Regions from separate parts of the Callithrix jacchus genome. Here region 2 is linked to region 1. Evidence: chromatin contacts called from public Hi-C data. All regions are on one chromosome and are shown on one strand. Each heading gives the region's core, a stretch centred on a gene start, on an enhancer-like site or on the middle of the called end of the contact. The rest is flanking DNA. Distances are from core to core; before and after follow the strand shown. Region 1 overlaps IL20RB (interleukin 20 receptor subunit beta). Region 2 holds the start of STAG1 (STAG1 cohesin complex component).

What was found. Hi-C and Micro-C count contacts between places; a contact is called where the count stands out from the background.
Region 2: a Hi-C map of induced pluripotent stem cells shows a contact between it and region 1, with 2.3 times the contacts expected there. The contact joins the promoter of STAG1 here to the enhancer-like site in region 1. A contact is called at or near these places in 3 of 3 Hi-C or Micro-C datasets (induced pluripotent stem cells and skeletal muscle).

What each region holds. Positions count from the first base shown.
Region 1 is chr17:47,251,888-47,256,076 of calJac240_pri, forward strand. All of the region lies in intron 5 of IL20RB (interleukin 20 receptor subunit beta), which reads right to left. Among named protein-coding and RNA genes, the nearest start is that of IL20RB, 30 kb to the right of the region's middle. Within about 2 kb of position 1,819, at least 5 of the 16 cell types and tissues checked have an H3K27ac peak or open chromatin away from gene starts, as enhancers often do.
Region 2 is chr17:47,491,532-47,495,720 of calJac240_pri, forward strand. It overlaps STAG1 (STAG1 cohesin complex component), which reads left to right and starts at 2,383. Exons shown (of 34, transcript XM_035278838.3): 1 at 2,383-2,715.

The DNA of each region.
Region 1 (4,189 bases), core at 569-3,068:
TAGGGAGAGTTATTCCTCCTGTGTAGGGAGAGAAAGCAGGGCCACAGAGCTGTCACAAGAATGACTCCTTTCTTTTTGTTTGTTCGTTTGTTTGTTTGTTTGTTTTTTGAGATGGAGTTTTGCTCTTATTGCCTTTGCCCGGGCTGGAGTGCAATGGCGTGATCTCGGCTCACTGCCACCTCTGCCTCCCAGGTTCAAGTGATTCTCCTGACTCAGTCTCCTGAGTATCTGGGATTACAGGCATTAGATACCACACCTGGCTAATTTTTTGTATTTTTAGTAGAGATTGGGTTTCATCATCTTGGCCAGGCTGGTCTTGAACTCCTGACCTCATGATCCACCCGCCTCAGCCTCCCAAAATGCTGGGATTACAGGCGTGAGCCACAGCACCCGGCCAAGAATGACTCCTTTCAGAGTGACTCCAGGCTGATAAGGAGCTGTGGGCATGTATAAGCTGCAGGTAGTTCTGGTTTTAGTTGCTTTCCAGAAGTTGACACTGGCTGCCTCCTCCCAGGAGAGAACTGTGAGAATTCCCTAGGGTGACAGGGATGGAGCTTTTTTATTTCGTTTTTGTTATTTTTGTTTTGTTGCACGGTTTTGTGTGGTTGAGGTCTGGGGGCTGGGGGGAAACATCTGGGGAGGTAGCCAGAGAATATCGGGGAGCTGTTGGAGGCCTGCTTTTGCGTTTCCCCCACCACAGCATGGGTGTATGGGTCCTATACCCACTGGAGAGACCCAGACCTGTGATCCAGGACCCTCAGGAGTAAGATAAGAATTCTGGCCTTATGAGGATCTGAGAATACAGGTAAGGTTCCCTAACCTCAGGCAGTCACTGTGAAGGTCCAGATTGCTGTCCCTTCACCACCCCACCCTACCCCACCAAGATCAAAGCACAGTCCATGCCTCCCACATACATCTTCTTCACTCTGAACAATGAGGCTTTGGCATGTGAATTGAGTGAGTTGTATTGAAACAGGTCATTGGGTGTGGTTGCTGTTACAATTGGAAGAGGCCAAGATGCTCAGCAGGCCAGTCTGGAAGGGTAAGACCGTGCAGGACTCCTGCGATACTGAGCATCCTGGGCTGGGTAACACATCTTCTCTCTTTGCCATCCCAGGTCCTGGAAGAAAGCAGAGGTGACCTGCTTCAGGGAGGCCACCACGCTCTGGAGAAAGGAGATTTATTCCAGTGCCTCTAGTTAGAAGTGAAGTCTTTTACAAGTATTCCTCTCCCCTCTCTGTGGAGATGCCTATAATCCCACCATGGAAATATGTGCTTATGCCCAATTGAGGCCCAAACTACATCTGGTCAATGTCACACTGAAAGAAATAAAGAACTAGATCTATTACCAAGGTGTCTGGGAGGACCACCATGGGGCAACAGGAGTACTGGAGCAGCTGGCCCATTTTCCAGATGAACAGTGGCACGACCACAAGGATCAGCATGAAGCCAACAAAGGCAAAAAGGGCCAGTGCCAGAGGAATGACCTCTCCTGGAAACAAAAGATAAAAACAGGCTTAGAAAACAGCAGTGAAGATTAAATCTCCAATCCTGAGACCACCCCGCCCCCAGTTTCCTGGAGTTGACTCTGCACATTGACCAAGACGGCAGATACCAAGATCCTGAGATTTGATGTGTGCTTTAGTGACCAAAATTACCACCATTAAAAGCATTTTTCTAGAATCCAGATTAAGGCATGGCTTCCAGAACGCCCAGGGAAGATGAAAATCTTTTTCTTGTGACATGAAAGGGAGGAGCATCATGTGTGAAGCCAATAGCTGTGTTAGCACGTACCTTGGCACCACTGCCAGTAGGAAGGCAGAGTGCCAGGCCCTGGACAGGATGAGTGGGAGGTACTGAAAGAGAACAGCGCAGAATGGGGCTGGGCGGTAACTCGAAACAAAGTGTGTTTCACAATTCACTCTTGGCATTGATTCATGTTATAGAGGAAATGGTTCAGAAAACAGTCAGATAATAACTACAAGATATGAAGCCCCCATTTTGTGTGCTAGGATTACTATGGCCTTCCAGAACTATGCTAGGGACTGGACATGTAGTTGCTTGTACTTCAAAATGAGTGTGAGTATCCCTGCTTTTATAGAAGAGGAATCTATGCTCAGAATGGCTAAGTGACCTACCCCAGGTCACCCAGGTAGGACTGGCTCTGAAGCTCATAGTCATTCTACCAATAAATGTAGCAGAAAAGGTTAGATCTGAGCATCTGGAGATTTGGAAGAGGGGACAGGTTATTTTCCCATCTCTCTGTTCTGTGTAACCTTGAGCAACTCAATTAGCCTCTCTGGCCCAGGTTACTCACCTGCAATGTGAAGGGTAGCCCAGCCAATGAGACTGGAATAGCTGGTGGACTTGTGGCTAGGGGCACTGTATATTATTTCAATGGTTTTGGAAAATATTTGGGGGGTACACATCAAGATATACACAAATGTTCATACCCTTTCGTCCACTCCTGCGATATATTTTTTTTAATTTTTGAAGGTATATAGTAGGCATATATAGTTATGGGGTACATGAGATGTTTTCAGACAGTCATGCAATGTAAAATAAGCACATCATGGAGAATAGGGCAGCCATCCCCTCAATCATTTATCTTTCAGGTTACAAACAGTTCAATTACACTCTTCAGGTTATTTTAAAATACACATTAGGTTATTGTTGACTATAGTCAACCCTGTTGCTATCAAATAGTAGGTCTTATTCATTCTTTCTGGTTTTTTTGTGCCTATATCCCCATTTCTCCCCAACTCCTGAAATTTTAATTCCAAAAACTAATTCCAAGGAAGGAATCAATTATATACATCAGTTCTTAGCAACATCTGAACTAGAGCAACAGCCTTTCATTTACATATATTGACATATACACATGCATTGGGTTTTGTTTGTGTTTTGGGGGTTTGTTTGTTTGTTTGTTTTTGAGACTGAGTCTCGCTCTGCCATCCAGACTGGAGTGCAGTGGCACAGTCTTTGCTCACTGCAACTTCTGCCTCCTTGGTTCAAGCAATTTTCATGCCTCAGCTTCCTAGTAGCTGAAATTACAGGCATGCACCACCACGCCTGGCTAATTTTTGTATTTTTAGTAGAGACAGAGTTTCACCACATTCGTCAGGCTGGTCTCAAACTCCTGACCTTAGGTGATCCACCTGCCTCCCAAAGTGCTGGCATTAGAGGCGTGAGCCACCACACCCGGCCCTTTAAAAATGAGGTAGATCCATACGTATTGACATGAAAAGATGTTCCCAGTATACTACTGAGTGAAGACAAGCCAAGTATAGAGTAGTAGGTACAATATCATCCCATCTGTGTATGTGAGCATTGGTATCACACAGATAACTCCTGGAAGATTAAACGTCAAACTCACCAAAGGAAACCTCCGGAGTGGTGTGCAGGAGAATGGAGCACACTTACTTACCTCTTTATTTATTTATTTATTTATTAACATGAGACAAGGTCTCACTAAGTTGCCCAAGCTGGTGTTGAACTCCTGGGCTCAAGCAATCCTTCTGCCTTGGCCTCCCAAAGTGCCAGGATTATAGGTGTGAGCCACCGTGCCTGGCCCTACTTTTTACTTTACATGCTTTGGTGTTTGGATTGTCAAGCAAACTTGACTTGTACGATTTCAAAAAGTAGTGTAAAATGGTAATCAAGAAATCTACATGAAAAACGTTATGGATATGATACTTGTGAAAAAGCAGGCACAAAATGTGTATGTTATAGAACTACAGCATGTGCCTACACATGGCAGTGACTGAAGGATGATGCCCTGAATGAGCCGTGTGTGGTGGTTCACACCTATAATCTCAGCCCTTTGGGAGGCCATGGCCCAGGCAACACAGCAAGACCCTGTCTGTACATACAAAATAAATTGTTTTAGAAAGAAAAATAAGTAAATACATGTACTACATATTTAAGATGATGATTAGTCTTTTAAAAAAGATAATAGCTCATTTTTAAAGACTAAAAGCTACACAAAAAAATGTAACTAGTGATGTTTGAGTGACAGATCATGGGATGTAGGGTCTTGTTCGGTTTTGCTTCTTTTCAAAGTGTTTTTAAACATTGTAGGTTTTCTGACTTTAAAATATTCAAGAGAAACAAGTAATTCAAACAAGAGGATTCTCTAGACTTTCCCTAAGGTCCCTTCCAGGTGAAAAAAGCTGTGGTGTTATACAAT
Region 2 (4,189 bases), core at 1,133-3,632, 240 kb after region 1:
ATTGTGCCCAGCTAATTTTTATTTTTATTTTTATTTTTAGTAGAGACATTGTTTTACCATCTTGGCCAGGCTATTTTCAAACTCTTGACCTTGTGATTCACCCACCAAGGCCTCCCAAGGTGCTGGGATTACAGGCATGAGCCACTGCACTCGGCCAAACATTGCATTATTTTTGGAAAAAAGCTTTCTTGGTCAGATTAGGAAATTCCAAAGAGCGTATCCTTGGTGATTCCAGAAAGAGGATCAGGGAGACAGAGAAAAGTCAGAAAGAGACCTTGGTTCTCAGACCTTTCAATTTTCAAAGCACTCAGCATGCTAAATTTTGGGGAATCATTTTTCTGTGCCTCAATAATATTTTAATGATATGTATTATTTGAAGCTGTTAATAAAAATTGTTGTGTTTGAAAATCCTTGCCAAGAGAATTGGAATCTTGATCAAGAATTTTGTAAAAGCTCAGGAAGGTGACATTAAAAAAAAAAAAAGAATTTTGTAAAAGCAGCCTCTGCCTTTATGTGTAATTCTGTAACAAAGTCAACATATTATGGGACCTTTATTACTTTATCTTACTAGATAGGTAAAGGATAAATGAATCTGCCCTTCACTTACATTTATGATTAATCAGACAAGTCAGCTAGTGTGAATAATTTATAACAAAATAGAGAAAAAATGAACAACGATCAAGGCATACCTTGAATGTCATTTAACTATTTTAGATGATATCTTTTTTTTTCTTTTGAGACAGAGTTTTGCTGTTGTTGCCAAGTCTGAAGTGGAATGGCGAGATCTCGAACTTTGGACCTCAGGTGGTCCACTGGCCTCAGCCTCTCAAAGTGCTGGGATTATAAGCATAAGCCCCTGTGCTGGGTCTATGATGAGGATTATCCTAATCAGTAATTCATAGCAATTCTGAAAGTTATATATATAGTTGCATTTTAATTTTTTTAAACGTTATTTTTTGATAAAGCATAAAGCCTTCCAAAGTCCTGACATTACGGGGGTGAGCCGCTGCACCCAGCTAGATACTATCTGTTAAGCCACAGGAATCATAGGATGCTTTTGTGTAGGTATACAATATTGCATTTTAAAAAGAGGTGAAGCAGGAGTGTGGAGTAGAGGGAGGTGGGACAATGGCACCTACCCCTAGACCTAGCTACTTGGGAGGCTGAGGTGGGAGGATGGCTTGAGCCTGAGTTAGAGACTGCAGTGAGCTACGATTGTACCACTGCACTCCAACCTGGGCAACACAGCAAGACCCTGTCTCAAAAACAAACAAACAAACAAACAAAAACAAACAAAAGGGAGGTGAACGAAGGGAGAAGTGTTTAGGAGGCTATTATAACAGTTTTGGTGTAAGGCAGTGGGAGGATGAATGGGGAGAGGGGTTTGAATAAAAATGGCAGCAGCAGAAGAAAAAGCAAGTCATTTGAATGACGTATGATGGGATGTAGGCTTTTTTGAAAGAAAAGAATCAAGTCTGGCCCTACAATTTAGAGCCTAGGGCACTATGTAATTATTTATAAACACTAGCTCAATTATTAAGTGTAAGGGCAAAATAAAATTTTAGATTTCTATAAACTTAGAAAGTTGATTACCCATGCACTCAGACTTAAAAAAATGCTAAAAAGTTCTTAGTAAGATCAGAAACAAGTGGCCTGTTAGCACAGTAGTTAAGGTATAGAGCCTGCAACTGCAAGGTTGCTGATTCAAATCCTCAGTGGAGCCAGTCTTCAATTAAAAAAAAAAAACCTCTTGGGAATATCAGAAACAACAAATGTAATAATCCTGATGGCATTTCTATAATATATAAATATTAAATAGCTTAATACTCATAACAACCCTATGAGATTGGTACTGTTATTTCCATTTTGCAGTTGAGGAAACTGAAACACAGAGATTTGCCTAAGGTTACAGCTTTCCAGAGCAGTCTTGTTTCACAGTTCATGTTCTTAATCACTACACTATGCCAAAATTACAATGTTAAGACATATTAAGAAATTCAAGTAAGAGAGATGAATTATTTTAAGTGTTGAATTTTGAGCTGCAGCTTTCTGGCAAGTAGCTGAACACAAGGAACCTCAGTTAAGGAAAAATCAGGAACAGACTAATTTTGGGAGACCTAAGAGAAGGCATGCAGCAGAGAACAGACTGAAGAAAGAGGAGGTGCTAGCAAAGAAATCAGAAGACCAGCAAACTAGGTAGGTGTAGATCCAGGGAAGTATCTTAGAAAGGCAAAAAGGGTTTCAAGGAAGGTATAGGGATTGGTAAAAACTGTAACTGTTTCTTTTGAGAAATGTGACAATGAAAGGAAGGTTGATAGTATAGCAACTGGAAGGAGTAGCAGTACTGAATAAAAAAAGACAACAGGAACTTCTTTTTTTTTTAGACAGTCTCACTGTTGTCGCCCAGGGTGGAGTGCAGTCAAGTGATCTCAGCTCACTGCCACCTCCACCTCCACCTCCTGGGGTCAAGTGATTCTCCTGCCTCAGCCTCCGGAAGCTGGGATTACAGGCGCACAGCACCAGGCCTGGCTAATTTTTGTATTTTTAGTAGAGACGGAGTTTCACCATGTTGGCCAGGATGGTCTCGATCTGTTGACCTTGTGATCCGCCAGCCTTGGCCTCCCGAAGTGCTGGGATTATAGGCGTGAACCACCGCACCCAGCCAAGGCAACAGAAACTTCTGAGATTGGAAGGAAGAAGCCAATGGATAAGAAGGTATTTATGATATAAGATACTTAGGAAAGTAGTGGTGGGAGAAGGAGAAGGAAAGGGATGGCATACATAGTTTCAGGCAGAGGGACTGGTTTTGTAGAGAAGGAAAAGGGTTCTGGGTTAATTTGGTTAGAAGTTTTGAGATCGTGAGCAGGAGGTGGTCACAGATACTTCATGATGGAGGGAACGTCAAACCTGAATTGGAGTCCCAAAGCTTTGAGCCCAGGAAACTGGATGAATTTATCTATTAGTATGGACTGGAACTGGCATCTTTAATAACATGGAAAGCTTTAAAGAGTCTTTGTGGAGAATAGGATAGGAAATCAGCCAGAGATTAGGAAAAAACCCAGTAAAATTATAAGAAGGAGTCCAGTCACAAATTAATCTGGTTATGACTGCCTCCAGCGAAAAGCCACACATCTTGTAACCCTTGGAAGAGAAACTACAAATAGGAGTAACCTACTGCAGAATGGCCCTGAAGACTAGTTGAGCGATTCTATACTGAAATAGAGCTGGCTATAGCGATAGAGAAGTTAGTCATACATGGGGTAATGATCCAAGAGAGTAAGGATTCACTTTTGTTGTGAAAACTTGTAAGTAGGTCAAAGGCAGGAGCCATAGCCACGGAGGGGCAGGGAGGTGGCGATCAGGGAAGAGGTGACATTCAACATAAAATAGTTTGTTCATGATTTCACCTTAGTGATTATTTCTTTTGGTATCTAGAAGGCTAAGATTCTCATGTCTATTTCGGAGCTACTGAAAGTAGTCCTAGGTTGTGGAAGGAAAAATCCAACTTCACATCTGAGTCTATTTTCTCAGTCCAGTTATATTCTCTTCTCACAAACTAGCCAATGCTGCCGCCTTATGCAAAGCCGGCACCACGGAAAGGATGTGCTTTACAGAGGCAGGATGACGCCAATCGGCCTGGGGCGGGCAGGGTTTCGTCTAGCTTAATGGCGAGGGGAAGTCCCCAACATTTCCTTTGAAACCTTTCCACTCTCGCCTAGTGAAAGCGCTTGTCAACAGTAAATCGCTAATACAATGCTAAGCTCTGAGGCCCTCGCTAAATCCAAGTAAAGTGGAAGCAGGGATCTGCATGGCCTCGCCCTCGGGTTTCCGCAGCGCGTCTCGATAGCGGCGGATGGGGGCAGCAGCAGCCGGGCGGGGACATAGGAAAGCGCCGGCCCTGAGACCTAGGGAGGAGCCTCGGTGAAGGAACCCGGGTTGGGTTCCTTCCTAGGTTTCCAAGAAGCTCCAAAAATGGCGGGCGGCAACTCGGCGAGCCGGACGCGCAGGCGCCCCCGTGGCCATCCTTCCGCCCGCCTCGGGCGGCCCAAGAACCGTCCACAGCGCCCTTACCCAGAAATCTACGCCGCTCGCGATTGGCTGAGCTGCGCCAGCGCTTCGTGTGGGGGCGGGGCCGCCACGCAGAGGCCACGTTTCCCGCCCCGCTGGTGCGCGTGCGCGCAATCCCCAC